Linked DNA regions of Mus musculus: region 1 is linked to region 2. A link is a contact called in public HiChIP or PLAC-seq data. All regions are on one chromosome and are shown on one strand. Each heading gives the region's core, a stretch centred on a gene start, on an enhancer-like site or on the middle of the called end of the contact. The rest is flanking DNA. Distances are from core to core; before and after follow the strand shown. Region 1 has its middle 130 kb from the start of AY512915. Region 2 has its middle 26 kb from the start of AY512915.

Region 1 (2,830 bases), core at 92-2,591, 100 kb after region 2:
CAGTGTCGTTATGAAAGCATATTAATCTGATATTCCAATTAATGAACAGAGCAAATTGAAAGGAGAAACGTCCCCAGGACTCTCCCAGGAAAGTCTCCTGAGATTCCAAGAAGAGTCACAGTTGTCCCTTTCTAACCAGATTTTGTCTGATGATGTGATGGTTGGCACTGTGGCATCCATAATGGGCCACGAGGAACCAGAGACACTGATGATGACACTGCTGAGTGCTGGAGAAATTAACCCCGGAAGAATTGTCCCACTCTCTGGAATGGATACGATTTTGTGAAGATATCTCTTGACTTCCAAAAGACTGGGCTTTTGTCAGACCCCACAATAAGTAAATAATACCCTTCGAGATGATGTAAGAGGGTGTACTTAACCTGCTGTTCTACTGTGCACTCTGCCTGCCTCTATTTGACTTGCCTTTAAGAGGAGGGGAGGCAGGAGGAGTGCGAGGCAGCTGGTCACACTGCAACCACAGGCAGGACCAGAGGGAGATGAAGGCTGCTCAGCTCACTTCACAGCCTCCTCTAGTTTTAAATTTTTTATTTGTACTTTTTCATAGTGAACCTAAATTTTTTTCAAGTTGTCACTGGAAGCTAACTATCATGTCTTCCACTTCTCAATCACATTAGAAGGCATTTTAAATATAAAAACTACTTTTGTGATAATACTCATTAACTTTTAGGAACAGTTTCAGCAAAACCAGTATCCTATAGAAATCAGCTTTAACATAAAAATATGTCAGTGACACACTTTGGTGGGCCACATGGTCTTGGGTAGCAGTTTCATTCTCTCTCTCTCTCTAAGATTTATTTATTTTTATTTTGTGTGTATGAGTGTTTTGCTGTCATGTATGTATGTGCACCATGTGTGTGTCTGGTGCCCATGAATCTCAGAAGGGGCACCAAATGACCCAGAACTGGAGGTACAGGTAGTTGTGAGGCGCCAGTGCCATGGGCTTCCTGGGAACTGAGTCTGGGTCTTCTGTAAGAGCAGTAAGTGCTCTTAACAGCTTAGTCAACTTATTTGAGTTCCCCTGTTTCTTGCTAGATCATCTTCTTTGGGCACTTGAATTAGAGTCAGATTTTAATAATAATATTTTTCTTTCCCTACATTAGGACATATAAGACTTCAGAGCTCCTGAGGTTACAAAGATACCCACTGCATTAGCAGGCCTCCCTCTTGGGGAGTGTGCTGTGAGAACCTTCTCCCCCCTTCTCCATTGTCCTCCCTCCCCCGCCCCTCCCCCCTCCCTCTAGCTCATGTGAACACAACAGCTCCATGGCCTCCTCAGGTTGCTGACCTTTGGCTGAGGCAGTAGGAATCAGACAGACAGACAGACATTATTTGCTTTCCCCAGACAGAACAGGAAGTCTACACAAGATGTTCTTTTAAAACTGAATAAGATGGCAACAGAGCGAAAGTCACAATCTGAGGTCTGACTGTTCCCTTTTCAGCCTTGTTCCGAGAAGAAAGAACTCACCGGAGGATCTTTTAGTGCCGTTCTGGGTGGCTCCTGCATGTGGCAAATTAGACTTTTTTCCTGTGAGCCTCTGTCATTGACTGTGATAGAGAGCTCTCTCCGAGGAGCTGGAGACAGCCTAGTTAATGTGCGTGTGGTGTAAATCACTTCAAATTTCTCACAAGAATGCAAAATGTACATTAAATAGCAAGTCTAGTGGTAAGGGAAGGAAAATAGGAGCTATGAATTGTGAGCGCAGCACTCAGGAGCCTTAGGAGGCAGGTTATGTGCACTGTAACTGCAGCTGGAAGCCGGAAGAAGGAAAAACAGTGCTGCTGAGGGGCTGGGGTGTGTTCTGGGGCAAGGCTCAGGGGATGAATGAGGCAAACTGCTGCCCCAGAGTTCAAGCGGGATACTGGATGGTGGCAATGATGGACCATCCTAGTTGCTCCAGACCGATCCAGAGTCATTTGATCTCTGTTTAACTCTTTCTCATGATGACATTAATGGCTGGACTCCACTTCCTTTTTTATATTCGGGCCTTTTGCCATGGGATTTGCAACAGCTCCTATCAAGAGGTAGATTGCACCTACAGAAAACTGGTGCTGCATGCAGTCATGTGACTTGATTTGGCCAATGAGATTTTTATGTTTGGGACACTAACAGGTGGCTAAAAGTGCTTTGTATTCTCTCCGCTGTGTTTGTGAGGACGTGCAGCTGAATGATAAGGAACATGGAGCAGAGATAAGTAATCCAGGGTACCAGTCAAAGCCAGCCTAGGTCAACCATCAGCCATTGCTAAGCTGGGCCAGCAAGAACAGCTGCCCAGCTGAGCCCACTAAAAACCACACACTAGCACTCAAGTGCCTAACAAACTCTGGATGCTGGATGCTATAAGGAACGTTCTTGAGCTTCAGGTGGCTTGCCATAGAACTTTTTATTTTTATTTTATTTTATTATTATTATTATTATTATTATTATTATTATTTTGTGGTGTGGCAACTAACTTGATGTGCATTTCAGCGAGTCCCTGAAACTCACATAACAAGCTGAATCCGTTGTGTGCATCTGTATTGCCAGTAGAGATACAAGAAGCAGGGAGGGAGCAGAGAGACAGAATTGTGTAAACATCAGTATGCAATGCAACAATGCAATGGCAGAAACACAAAAGGGAGACAGTATGCCTCAAAACAAAGTGGGAGGAGAGAACAGACTCCTGAAATGTTGGCCTCTGACCCTCAAATGCTGCGTGCTATGGCATTTGTACAACTGTGCACACATGAGCACACACACATGTGGGCACACACACGCTATCCACACAAAATATTTAAAAGTTACATTTAACATTTTTGTGATCGTTGGTGT
Region 2 (2,998 bases), core at 177-2,676:
GACAAGATGAAGAAGGAGTATTTTTAGGATGGAAATATTCTACATTATGCTTTAATTGTAGATTCATGAATCCAAAGAACTGCACAGCACTGAACCTTAATGTAAAAGAAGGACACAAGTTAGTAGTGTGGTGTGAGTCCGGCTCACCAGCCTCCAGTGCAGCAGTCAGGGAGAGAAGAGAGACTGAGTGGAAAGAGGTAGGCAGGGCATTTCTGCTCAGTTTTCCTTCAAACTCAAATTTCCTGAAGTGTTTTTTATTTTCAAAGACAAAAGAAAAATTATGAGGCAATTATTACTTATTTCGGGTCCGTTTTGTACAGTCCCTCTTGAAAAGTATTACTTCCTGCGTTATGGGGTCAAAAAACTAACCAAAGGGCTAGTGAGGCGAGCACACCATGGAGCCCTGATATTATAGGAAAAGGATTTGCAATCAGGAAATTCTGCCAACAGAATGGCCAGAGACTCTTACATAGGGTAAGAGTTAAGATTGGGGGTTTGTATTTTCCCAGAGCTAGAAATGGTAAAGCAAGACTCTAAGGGCTGTTATGCAAATTAAGAGAAAATAAGTGGAAATTTCTGGTGGAGAAAACAAAACAAAACAAAAAGACAACCACCACCCTTGGCAGCTGAGTACACAGGGGATGCCTAAGGAGTAGAGGCAGGGATAAACAAACAAGTGGAGGAGTTATAGGATGGATACTGCAGATTTCCAGCATCCCAATTACTGTCCTTAGAACCTATGCCTAACACTCTAGAGTCAAGTACAACCCTACAGGTTGGGGGAATTAACAGTAAGTTAAGATCCAGTGGCAGGTGAACCCTGTTAAAATTCTTCCCTTTTCATAACAAAGAGAGCAAGAGAAAAGAAAAAAGAAAAATCTAAGCCATATCCAAGTTTCCAGAAAAAGCAAAAATAACCCCCTGAGCATTCTGTAGACTAAAATCAGGGGAAAGTTGACAAGTGCCTCAGTTTCCAATTCCACTTTAAACAGCTCTAAACAGGAGCTGAAGTCCAACCCAAGTTGGGTGCTTTAAAAAGATTTACGATGTCAGCAAAGTTTTGCTTGATTCTTTTACAGCTTATTTTCTTCCGTGATGTTCGAACTATGCCAAACAGAAGTGGAGGGAGATGCCCCAGTTTCCTCAACAAAGGCAGAGAAACCTTAATTGTCTTAAGTAGAGAGTCTTGTGCCCCGGATTCTCTGGCGGACCTCTATTTTAAGCAGCTCCCCTTATTATTCTGTTTCGGAAACTTTTGCAAAGCCCTGATTTTGCCCGCATGCCAAACTCTCGGAAGCCATATGACTGGGAACTGAATCTACAACATCAGGTTTTGTATTTAAAATGCTGCTGAGGACTTGGTGTTTTAGTAGAGGAAGCTTGGAACTGCATTACCTCATTTGACTGGGGACAGAGCTATGAGTCATTTGTTCCCATCCCACTGGGTCTATGTGGTAGGGGAGGGTTTGAACACTGACCCAAGTGACTTCAGACATTAGAGCTCTGTTTTATTTTATTGGTTTATTTTTAGAGAGAGTTTTGTGCATCAAACTTGGTATGTAGCCAAGGATGACCTTGGAACTTCTGACCCTCCTGTCTCTATCTCCCAAATCCTGGGATTGCAGGCAGGAGCCACTAGGGTCTATCAGTGATTTCACTTTCAGCTACATTTCTCATATCAGGGATTTTGAGTACCAATACCACAGTAGTCCTGTCACGGAGATGATTCCCAGTTTAATGTGAAGAATTGACTTCTAGGGGAACTCCTGCCCCCACCTCTTCATTCAAACCCATCAAGAGCCCCAAAGAATCCCAGGGCAGGAAATGGAAATCTCCACTCCTCTCTACCTTCCACAACTGCCTGCTGACAGCTGTGAAACTGCATGCCCAGTACCTCCTTCCTTTCACGATGAGCGACATCTGTTCTCCCACTTGGCCCAGAAGCAAAAACTCACATTTGTGGTTTTACATCTTTCCCCCATTCTATGGGACTACATTCTTGCTCACCTGCCCCAGACTCCAGGATTGAATCTGGAGGGACATTCTAGACATTAGCCCAGTCTTCTCTGTCCACCTGACTTCATCTGTCCAAAGCCATTTCCAACCTACTTGAACATCCTCTCTTCTGCCCTAACCTCTCTGTCCAGGAGACATGGAACAGAAGTCCAGGTGCTCAGATCTCATGGCAAAATGAACAGCAGTATGAGATCAAGCCAGTATCCTCTTTCTAAACCTACCAGTCTCATAGAAATGCCTGCCAGTGCGAATTACCTGAAGGAATCCAGGACAGAGAATTTAAAAGAACAACTATAAATGTCATCAAAGAATCCAAAGGACATTAACACCTAGTGATGTCCAACAAACACAAACAATAGACTGATGGAAATGACAAAGACAATCTAGAGCTTGATGTTGAATTTAATAATGAGGTAGAAACACTGAAGAGAACTCAAGCTGAAGTGAAGATAGAACTAAAACAAAAACCAAAAAAAAAAAACCAACTTGAGAATTCAAAGAACCACCTTACAAGGAACATGAATCAAGCAGAAGACAGAAGAGTAGGACTCAGGGATAAAGTAGAGGATTTGGATAAATTATCAGAGGAAGAAAGGGAAGCAGAAATGATGTCATTTTCTTATAATCTCAAAGATGAAAGAAATAATCAAAAATTTACAAAAGAGCAAATATACTTTAAAATCTTAGGTGTTATGAAGTTGAGTTGTAATTAGCCAATTTTTTATTTAAACCTCTGCTGCCCTCAGTTCTCTTGGTGGGATTTGGAACTGAAGGTCAACTTAAAGGGGACGAGGGCTTTGAAAGGCAAGGGTTACAATTCTCCTGCTGACAAGCTTTCCCAGGTTAAAGAACATCTGGGTTTCTTTGTGTTCCTAGGAAAACCCAGTATGCTCCTTGATACAGTTCTACAATAAAGGGATCAGGTGCAAGGAAGAAAAACTATAGCACATCCTGGTGTCTCTGAAGACCCAGGCTCAGCAAT

Evidence for each region. HiChIP or PLAC-seq counts read pairs in DNA pulled down with a chosen protein or histone mark.
Region 1: an H3K27ac HiChIP or PLAC-seq map of microglia shows a contact between it and region 2, with 4 times the contacts expected there. The contact joins two enhancer-like sites. A contact is called at or near these places in 2 of 484 Hi-C or Micro-C datasets (nephron progenitors and uterus) and 2 of 115 datasets of contacts at active chromatin or transcription factors (microglia and neural progenitor cells).

Annotation. Positions count from the first base shown.
Region 1 is chr6:95,462,475-95,465,304 of GRCm38.p6, forward strand. No RefSeq gene overlaps it. Among named protein-coding and RNA genes, the nearest start is that of AY512915, 130 kb to the left of the region's middle. Within about 2 kb of position 1,342, at least 5 of the 459 cell types and tissues checked have an H3K27ac peak or open chromatin away from gene starts, as enhancers often do. A contact at or near this core is called in microglia, where this site is marked.
Region 2 is chr6:95,358,920-95,361,917 of GRCm38.p6, forward strand. No RefSeq gene overlaps it. Among named protein-coding and RNA genes, the nearest start is that of AY512915, 26 kb to the left of the region's middle. Within about 2 kb of position 1,427, at least 12 of the 459 cell types and tissues checked have an H3K27ac peak or open chromatin away from gene starts, as enhancers often do. A contact at or near this core is called in microglia, where this site is marked.